3 separate regions of the Mus musculus genome follow, and all the other regions are linked to region 2. The links are chromatin contacts, called in public HiChIP or PLAC-seq and promoter capture Hi-C maps. All regions are on one chromosome and are shown on one strand. Each heading gives the region's core, a stretch centred on a gene start, on an enhancer-like site or on the middle of the called end of the contact. The rest is flanking DNA. Distances are from core to core; before and after follow the strand shown. Region 1 overlaps Hdac9 (histone deacetylase 9). Region 2 holds the start of Twistnb (twist basic helix-loop-helix transcription factor 1 neighbor). Region 3 overlaps Hdac9 (histone deacetylase 9).

The links. Promoter capture Hi-C pulls out the DNA fragments that hold promoters and counts their contacts. HiChIP or PLAC-seq counts read pairs in DNA pulled down with a chosen protein or histone mark.
Region 1: a contact with region 2 is called in an H3K27ac HiChIP or PLAC-seq map of the NIH/3T3 cell line, with 6 times the contacts expected there. The contact joins the enhancer-like site here to the promoter of Twistnb in region 2. A contact is called at or near these places in 7 of 39 promoter capture datasets (the 3T3-L1 cell line, the C10 cell line, cranial neural crest and 3 more) and 3 of 115 datasets of contacts at active chromatin or transcription factors (the NIH/3T3 cell line, astrocytes and microglia).
Region 3: a promoter capture Hi-C map of hippocampal neurons shows a contact between it and region 2, with 5 times the contacts expected there. The contact joins the enhancer-like site here to the promoter of Twistnb in region 2. A contact is called at or near these places in 5 of 39 promoter capture datasets (the 3T3-L1 cell line, the C10 cell line, cranial neural crest and 2 more) and 1 of 115 datasets of contacts at active chromatin or transcription factors (stem cell-derived neural progenitor cells).

What each region holds. Positions count from the first base shown.
Region 1 is chr12:34,497,536-34,500,855 of GRCm38.p6, reverse strand. The region is part of intron 4 of Hdac9 (histone deacetylase 9); the gene reads left to right. Among named protein-coding and RNA genes, the nearest start is that of Gm51984, 280 kb to the right of the region's middle. Within about 2 kb of position 1,790, at least 67 of the 459 cell types and tissues checked have an H3K27ac peak or open chromatin away from gene starts, as enhancers often do. A contact at or near this core is called in the NIH/3T3 cell line, astrocytes, hippocampal neurons and 2 more, where this site is marked.
Region 2 is chr12:33,428,365-33,431,736 of GRCm38.p6, reverse strand. It overlaps Twistnb (twist basic helix-loop-helix transcription factor 1 neighbor), which reads right to left and starts at 2,113. Exons shown (of 4, transcript NM_172253.2): 1 at 1,829-2,113. The coding sequence starts at 2,082.
Region 3 is chr12:34,548,863-34,552,238 of GRCm38.p6, reverse strand. All of the region lies in intron 3 of Hdac9 (histone deacetylase 9), which reads left to right. Among named protein-coding and RNA genes, the nearest start is that of Gm46347, 240 kb to the left of the region's middle. Within about 2 kb of position 1,713, at least 16 of the 459 cell types and tissues checked have an H3K27ac peak or open chromatin away from gene starts, as enhancers often do. A contact at or near this core is called in hippocampal neurons, where this site is marked.

The DNA.
Region 1 (3,320 bases), core at 541-3,040, 1.1 Mb before region 2:
ACAAGGACAACACTAATTAGGATCAGTAGGATATAAAACAAAATAACTAAAAGTGAAGAGGATATAGTTGAGAGGCGATATGCTGGGGTAGTGTCTTAACTGAATTGGTGGTGGTGGGGTAAATGTGATCAAATTACAGTGTGTGTGTGTGTTTGTGTGTGTGATAGAGAGAGGGAGACAGAGAGACAGAGACACACAGAGAGAAACAGAGACAGAGAGAGAGAGAGAGAGAGAGACTTGCAAAGGCTAAATCAAAACTACCACTAAAATACTAAAATAAAAAAAAACACATCATTACAAATTTTTAAAATGTGCTCAATGAAAAACAAGTTTGGATATTATGCCTTAAGAAAGTATTTCTCTTTCTTCTAACAGACTTATGAATTGATTATCACAACCCTCTTTAGCAAAGCCCTGGGCTAGTGTAATTCCATATAAAGAAACTGGGAAAAGGATAATGGTTTGTTTGGCTTTGTAAGCCAGAAATCAAATGGAAAAACCTGCTTCTATTTTCTACTACCTGACTGACAAGAAATGCTCATGAAGTTAGCATATCTGTGAGGCATGGGTGTGAGAAGTACTGGTGACCTAGATTAAAAATAAAAAAAAGTGCTCAAAGCTGCGAAAGGACAAAGAGGAGACTAAGGCCAGGAGTAAACAATCGGGCTCTGGGAATTACACGAATGAGTGAGGTGTCCTTTTTATTACATTAGTGACATAAAATAGCATCAAACTCTGCCCAGTTTAGCTTGTATGGGAGGGCAACTTTTCCATCAGGGAAAGATCATGATGGAGACACTTTGGAGGAATAAAAGTTGGAGGTACTATCAAAATGCAGGAGGTAGCCCAGTGGTTCTGTCTAATTGCTATGCAGGCATACTTGCAAGAGTGCACAAGAATTTGTATACCACCACCTTTATCTTACGTGTTATGCGGAGTGGTAGAAAAGTAATATAAGTATTGGTACTAGAGACACAGGTTCCAAAAGCCATACTCTGCAATGCTGGTCATTAAGATTAATAAGCAATGTTCATAACCATTAACTTCACCATTAAGGGAGACATATCTATCTGGGCCTTTTGGATAGATATCACACTACTAAAGGTACTGATGCTTTATTATTATCGTAATTCTAAAACTCACCTTTGGCAGATAACTTTACTGTAGTTCCCAAGTACAGAAAAAAAAATAATAAATTGCCTGTTGCTTTCAGAACTCACTGTTAATATTACATTGAAGCACGGGGGAAATCAGCATAATTAGAGGCAACCAGCTTGTTTAAGTAGAACTGGTTAATTAAGTCACAAAATTCTAAGGGCGGATGATGAAATAAGCAGACATATGCACTTAGAGCTTTCTGTTCTGCTTTTTTATTTTTCTTTTAATCAAATGGTTCTAGCACCTGGGCTTTTTCAAATGTCCTTCTGTTGAATATCGCTTTCAAGTGGAAGTTAGCAAGGACAGTGCTCTCTGGTAAATGAGCTCCTCATTTGGAGAGTAATGACATGCCCACACACACTCTCCACAAGAGCAACCCCACTATCTTCATATCTTGGAGAGAGTTAACTGGATATGCAGAATGGGCTGCAACTAGCCTACAGCCTCTCTCTGACCCGAGGCAAGAGGGTTTCTGAAAGAAGATAGCCGAGGAAGCTGGAGCCTTGCGCTGCTGTGTCGACATGTCTAGAGCTCAGAATAAAATTGAGTTTCCTGCTTTAGCCATAGCCAGTTCTTAAAATAACCTGAAGAAATTATAGTTCTGATTACATAGAAAGTGAAGGACTCAGAACATTCTCCTAATAAAGCCAGGAGAGTGACACACAGCTTAGTCACTGCAGGCCTCTAACGGGAGTTTTAGAGAGGAAAAATAGAGCTTTGAAATTGGATAATTTGATTTGAAATCTTGCCTAATTATTTTAAGAATGCAGAAAACCTTTCGTTTTGGCCAAAAAAATAATGATCTGGAATCCAATTATGAAAGAACAGGCTTTTAAAGTGCTTGCTATCTCCAGTAATGGAGGGGGAAAATGTGTCTTTTAAATCTCACTCTGCTGCAAATCTCTTTCTTGGATGTCTTGCTTTTTGCATTTTGAATGGACAAATGTAATATAATTTCCTTCTGGAAACATAGCATTGTAAAAGTTAGATGAGATGTTTAAGTCCTTTTTGGATCGTATCTAGCAGAGTACAGATTTTTAAGAACAAAAACACTTCTTGTTTCATTTTAATTCCCCAAGGGAGATATCTGACATAACCAGATGCCTGGATATTTGTCACAGCATCGACCATTTACCGAGAATCCGTGCCCAGCCTCCGTTTGATTAGCACACCATGAATAAAGTAGGCAAAGTTGAGAGAGCCTCTGATGATCCCAATTAAAAATTATTAGTGTCTATCATGTTTCAGCGTCCATGTGTGATCCCAAATGGCGTTTCTCCCTCTGCTAGCTTTCCATTTATTTGTTACATTCTCGGGATACTTAATGATTCATGTACTGTTTGAATGGCAGTCATAGAAATGTGACCTAGGATGCCCAATTATTAAGACAGAGAGAATGAAGCAATTGGAGGTGATCTTTTTTAAGATAATCACATTTTACTTGTAAACTAAGAAATTATTCAATGAAACTAACATTTTGAAATGGTCCTGGTTATGTTTAATATAAAGCTAGTTGGATCTTTATAGAGTTTGTCTGTTTTTACATGAGAGTTAAATTGGACTAACCCTCAGCACAGTGTGGTGAAACAGGCGCTCCAGTGAACATTTGTTGAAAAAAAAAATCAGTTATTGAAACATTGTATCTTGTGTTATAGTTCTTGAGAAGTGGTGGTGAGACAACTTGGTAGAAGTGACTAACAACCACATATACACAGAAGGCAGGATGTAAGTCTCCAAGGTAATCAAGACCATCAGGAGGATGTTAGACCAAAATTAACACCGCGAGAAAATGTGTTATGCATATATTACAGCCTACGTGTGGGAATCTGTTCATTTATAGAGAGACTGCCTCCCTGTGAATGGCTGTGTTGGTAGTGCCAAGTACAAAAAAACCCACTTGGGGCCATTCAGAAGTAACAGCCACACATTCTGAGGCACTTTAGAGTCAGAAGATACCTTATTAGTAAATGCATCTGTAGATAAGTGTTTGAAAGGTAGAGCAGCCCAAGGACAAAGCCATGGAGAAGTCTAGGAATATAGCACTGTGCCTGCAGACTCTGACGATCCAAGCCCTTCCAACACTCTTCTGCACACCCATCCCGGCTACCACATTTTTAATTCTCTTTAGAGTGAGGATGATTGTCAGTTCTTCCTATGCCTGG
Region 2 (3,372 bases), core at 864-3,363:
CTAAGGATCTGGTATGACCACTGAATACAAGGTTAAATGAATTTGTGTAAACCCATAAGACTTTTGGGAAACTACTTACAGTAACTTACCAAAAGTCATATATTCAAAGACAGATATCCTAACACTAAGTATCTTTTTCTCTTTATTTAAAATATATATACATGTATCTCAATACATAAACCACATGAGGTCCACATGGTAACTTCACCTAGGATATGTAGAATATGTAGCATTAAGTCTTTGGGGACCAGTAAGATAGAATACATTTGACATTTTTAAATAACCCAAGGGGGCCAAATGGAAAAGAATATGCTTTGTTTTGTTTTCTTTCCACACACACACAAATGACCTCTTAAAAGTTCAACTTATAAAAAAAAAACAAAAAACAAAAAAAGTTCAACTTATAAGATACAATGTGATTTCAGAAAACTACTTACTTTCTCTAAGAAAACAGTCCAAAGTTGTAATGGGATACTTTTTGTAAAATAAAGTCCTGCCACGGAGAAAGAAAGGCAACACACTGTCTGTCTAGTAGGAAATGCTTCCGAGAAGACTTAGCATTAACACTGCAGTCTCAATTCTATTTTTTATTATTATTATTATTTAAACAAAAAGAAGACAGACCTACTGATGCTTCCTTCAGTATTGCCCACAAGCCTAAAAACATAAACTATACAGGATAAATGGTACAAATAATACAGGACAATTAATATGACAATACAATTCCCAATATTTTCAATGTTTTATTGACTTTTTATTACTCTTAACTAATACTCAAGTAATACTGAAACCTAATTTGCATTGGAAAAAATAGGCTTCTTTTAGCATACCTTTAGCACAGTAACAAGGAGAGGTGTCCAGCTCAATTAAACAGTGTATTCTATTCTACATGGCTGCATTATCCAATTCTGTTACAGAAATGATCCGATTCTCGTCTGTAGTGTGGCTCCTATTATGCATCTTTAAATAACTTTTCCCCAATGAATGAAAAGCTGGTTAGACTACTTAACATAACTATGTTTCCATGCTTAGTGACCACCTTGGATGGTTAATGGGGCTGACTGCCAAAGTCCTCGAGAGTGGTAACTGCTTTGGATAATTTGCCCCAAAACAATCCCTGCAATTTCTGAAGTGTCATTGAATTACTAAAGACATCGATGTCATCTCAGGTATCTCTGAACCTTGCCCCCATTCCCGCCAAATTAGTTGTGAAGTGTTATGGCATATCATTTCCCATTGAAATTCTGAGATTTTCTTTTTCAAGGTATTCTTACTAGTGCTTAATATAAATGCACTGGTGTGTGTGTGTGTGTGTGTGTGTGTGTGTGTGTGTGTGTGAACTTTCTATTCCTACAAAAAATTAGGCTCGTCGTTCATCCCCAATTAGCGCCCCCCGGGGGGACGGGGAACAATGAAATTACAAACAAACCTGCCTATGTTTTGCAATGAACCGGCTTCCACATTAGGAGAATAATACTGACAGCAAATTTTCATTATTAGGTGAGAACACACCCGGAAGTGATTAAACGAAACGTTTAATACCCAAAGCTCAGCCTGGTGGGTTTCTAGACACCGGGCACCTCTAGTCTCCACACGGGGAGTGCTTTTAGCACTGCAGCAGCCGCCACTCACACCACACCAGCCAGTTTCATCCCCAGGAACCGGGCCACTGCATCCAGGCCAGCGGCGCCGAAGGCGACGGTAGACGCCGGGGCTAAGGTTCACGAAGCTCGTGCGACTTTACTTCCGCGGCGCCGTGGGGTTACGGAGCTGAGGGCCCGTTGGCCAGCAGAGACGGGGCTCCCGGGAGGACGCGGCGACATCTTACCTCTCGGAGTAGCGCAGGAGCTCGGCGTCCAGCTGCTCGCGGATGCCCGTGCGCTTCCTGCTCAGGTAGCGGGGCGACAGGGCGATGTGCCTGCGGTGCGGGGCAGCCACCAAGCACGAATAGCGGCTGCCCACCAGCGCGCACGCCGCCGCGTAGCTCGGCAACTCCAGGCAAGGCAGGACCCCGGCCTGACCCGCCACGGGCCTCTCGGAGGCCGCCTGGGACCGCTGAGACTCCACAGATCCCGCAGCCATGAGGCTTGGCTGGGTGCTTCGGGGCGCGCACGGATGACGCAAGCATTCCTCCCGCCTCACCTCTGAGTGTTGATGATGGCTGACATCATCAAAAGGCGACCGACCGCGGCCTGGGGATTTTTAATCTTCTAAAGCTGCATTATAGAGGTTTGACCAGCAGAGGGCTGCTGCTCTTTCCCGAGTCCAGATAAACCTCTGAGGCCGTGTACCTATAGAGCATGTGTGATATCCAGAGGCGGTTCTCTGATATCTATAGGCAGATGTTCATCACTTCAAAGTATGCTCAGTTATGGAGCGAAGCTTGAATTTATTGAATTTATTGATCTGGGCACCTAAGTATAAAAAGGCAGAGGCCCAAAATAGCTTGTTTTGTTTTGTTTTGTTTTTTAAGCTCCCAGTTTCTTTCAATACTGGGTCAAGGCCTAGTGAATTAATGGTTTGAGCTTTTGTTTTGTTTTGTTTTGTTTTGTTTTAATTCTTTTGGTTTTCTGTTTTTGTTTTGTTTTTAGACAGTATCTCTCCATGTAGCCTTGGGTGACTTGAAACTCGCTATGTAGACCAAGCTGGTTTGGTTCTAACATTTAGATATTTGCCTGCCTCTGCCACAAGAGAGCTGGGATAAAAAGCACGAGCCACTACTCCCAACTGAGTATTGTCTTTATTGGATTCAGCATGGCTATTGATAGGAGTGCCCGGTTCCAGCTGCAATGAGGCCTGATACATTGTTATGCGCCTGAGCTGTTCAATAAGGAATCAGAAACATTCGTGGAGATTTTCACTGCTGAACCCAATCATACACCGCAGCAGGCCACAAATTGCAAAGGCAACATCTGAACTGCTAACACCATACCTCTCCAATCTAGGGTCCCTCTGCCTTCTGCTATATCACAGTGAGAGTGTTGTGACATGTTTTTCAAATGGCTAAGCCCAGCTACCAGCTTTGACCTTCTTTTGTATACCCAGACATCAACCATATCAGCACAAGGGTTTGTATTGCCCAAGGGATAAAAAAGAAACCTTCATTTGGACCGTGATGTCCTAACAACCCAAACTGTTCCTCTAGCTCTTACAACCCTCCACCTTCTTCAACTATGATCTCTAAGCCTTGGGTGCAGGAACTGTGCACATCTTGGGCTGCAAAATGTTGGTTTAAAAAGCCCAGCTTCATAAAAAACTACCTACCTTGGCTACCTGATGAAGGGAAGCAAGAGGAGCCCACCGCAGAATAGCATTGTTACCATCCTTCAGATTCCAATGCCAAAGACTAAGACAGCTGTATATTGCTGGCTC
Region 3 (3,376 bases), core at 464-2,963, 1.1 Mb before region 2:
CTACATGCTTGTCTGTGTGAAGAGCATCCATGGAGAAATGGAGGCAGGAAGTGTCATCACATAATATCTCCATAGCTGGTTCTTTCTGTGTTCCTTGTATGCCTATCCATGCATACACTTGGTATTTGCTTCATTCAATCACATCTAAAACTAGAAATATAATCGTAGCAAAGCATTAAAGGCTAGATGTAGCAGAACTTTAATGGTTAGATGTAGGTTTTTTGTACTACCATTGAGTCATTCATGCTTTAAATTAGGTAACAAAATCCTTTACCATCTAAAGGAGACTGCCTTCTGATTTTCTATATTTCTATAGCTATTCTATATCTGCTCCTACGGCTTCCCTTTCTCCCTGGGAGACTCATGCCTACATAACCTGCAGGGTATTCTTCATCAGCTGGAGAAATCAGAGTCTTAAAGAAATTAAATGGTAGCCACAAAGTTCATATCTGACTTTTAATGCACAAAAAGCTTTTAAAATCAATTTATTTTAAAATATTCCCTTATTTGTATATCTTATTATCTTAGAACTATCATTTCTCTCTTTGGGGAATAGAGCAAATTCATTACCACATTTTAATAAACCTTAACATTCTTAGACAATATAAAAGCATGTTTGAGACAGATAATGATTATTTTATGTGTTTATCTGAAATTGGAATTCATATTCTTTGTTTTCAGGATATTAGGAGACTTTTTCTTAATAAATGCAGTGGTAAAATCTTGAAAGTCAAAGGCACAATAACACTGAATTTTAAAACTACCTATAGAAACAGTCTGGAATATATAGAGGAGAAAAGTAATTAAGAAACCCCTCAGGAGAAAAGGCAGAGAGACTGGAAAGGGTTGTGGATAGAGGAGGAAAAGGTGGGGAAGAGAGAGAAGGAAGAGAGAACAAGGATGGAAGAATGGAAGGAATATGGAGGGAAGGAATGAGGAAGAAGGAGAGGGGAGGAAAGAGATGCCTGGAAGACATGGTTTGGGCACTGCCCTCTTCCCTCCCTGGGGCTATATTTTATGTCTGAAGACAGTCACCATGGACTCACAGTTTAAAATGCTTCATTATCGGGCATGGGACTTATGTCTGTGTGTTCTTCAGTTCTCAGAAACCACATAAGACTGGTGGGGCTCAGGGAGAGTTCTGGTAGTTCTAATGGCCAGGCCTGATAAACAAAGAGGTTAGTGCTTTAGCTAAAATCTCAGAAAATAGAAGTGTTCCATTGCATCCAGTTTTCTGACCATTCAGATAGACTCATCTATCCAGAGTGCCACAACTCAAAATACCCTAGTGAGATTTGCTTATCTCTGGGATGAATGTATATGATTTTGTAGAGTCACATATTTCTGAAAATATTTTAGTTGTCTTTAAACTTTTTGAGATCAAAGTAGAATTACATAATCTTTCTCTTTCCTGTCCTTCCCAGACCTTTCCAACATAACCTATTGCTCTCTCAAATCCGCAGGTTCTATTTCTTTAGTATTATTCTAAGTATTTCAAAGAACAGGATACAGAGAAATTCTTCGAAACAAGACTGTGCATATGTGCTTTGCTGTTGCTGTTGCTGTTGTTTATCTATCTTCTCTGTCCCTAAAGATATCCAGCTCTCGTTATCAAACATTTATTGTTAAGGAAACAGGCTCGTTCTGTAGCCCCAAGCACTGTGAACGTGGTGTCAGGACAGTGAATCAGTGATCTGGCACGGAGATGCCTTCCACTTCCTTCTAATTTCACTACCACTCCAGCCAGTCGCCAAGCCTCCGCAGTCCACGCAGCTGCATAATTATACCTCACATCTACAAAATGAATTAGTTTATTTTTAAAACAGCTAATTGCCTTAGTGGAGTCATGTTTTACCAGCAGCACAAAAGCACTTTGTTCGCTGCGGGGGGATTTTCTTTTAGAAGGACTATTAGGCTGTAGCTTCTGTGAAAGTCAGTTATAAACAGCCAAATATCAGCAAAATCCACTGAGGAAGCTCATATTCCAGAGCATCCCAGAGCAATTTTAGTGTTATTTACTGATAACCATGTAGCTCTGTGTGATCTTACGATTAAAATGACATATTTACTATGTTCTATGGCACAATGGCAATTATTTGGGTCCATTTTTTCTGTGTATTTTTCTATGGCCAAGCTTAGATGCTTTCCCTTGAAACCTAATTATGTATTTACAAGTAAAAAAAAAAAAAAAAAAAACCAACCTCTTGTTAGAACCAAGATTTCTTTCCAGTAGAGGACTGAACTTTTGAATTTTTATTTTGCATGTTATCTTCATATGTATGCCTTCTGCTCTTATAACACAACATTGAATATTGGATAATTTGCAAAATGTAAATGTTTATTTGACTTACAACTCCAGAGCCTAAGTCTAAGAGCAAAATACTGGCGCCCAACACCTTTGTCCTGTGTCATTAAATGGCAATCAAGACTGAGGCTATCATCAGGATGAACTCACCATTATTATCAGGAAGACATTCTCATGATGGCTTACCTACTGCCCTAGTAACAACATCCATTCTCTCAGGACAAAAGAGCCTTCATGACATATGAAGGAAGTTCCATCTTCAGAGCTCTTACTGTTTCACTGGCAAACCTCAAAGTGATTTTTAACAGGGTGAATGCCGAACAACATTCAAATCGTGCCTATTTTATCTTTGTCAAAATGGGAGATGTGATGTTTCAGCAATATTATGGTATTGGAAATCATGACTAAAGATTCATTTATTCCCTGTAAGGTGGCATTGCCTTGAACAATTGAAATCAGCAATTCCTAGAATGACTGAGTCAAACCAAATCCCAGAGGCATGAAGAGTATCGCTCTACGGGGCCACGTCTTCATGACCTCTGAGCAGTCAATGCAGATTAGAAATAGAAGAACATTGATGTAACCACGATGCACAGCCATGCTTGTTCGTTAGATACTTTGGAAGTTCAGTAGCAGAAGGCTAAGATAGCTGATAAATATGTGTCCAGACTCTGATGTTACGTGGCTACCACAGATATCCTCAAATGGGGAACTCTGTTGACATTTCCAAACTTTGTTGCACTTCTCAATGGCAAATCAACTGCTTACTCATTGGTTAGTATTTGAGAGTAAGGAAGCCCTGAGAAGAAAAGCAAATGGCAGGCACGCAATAAAGTTCAATTTGGAAGCCCACTCCCATGTTTTCCTCATCTCCCATGTGCTGCCCCATGCATCTGAACAATGATATTTGTTCTGTTTTGTTTTTCATTATATGACCACACAGAAATTTTTTTTTAAAATGCATTTTAGTGATCATTTAAGTACTGTATCCAAGTTTGTCTTCATACCCAGAAAAGCAATATTTATAGAGCTAAATTATATTATTTGAGTTCAGTTCCAGGACAACACATG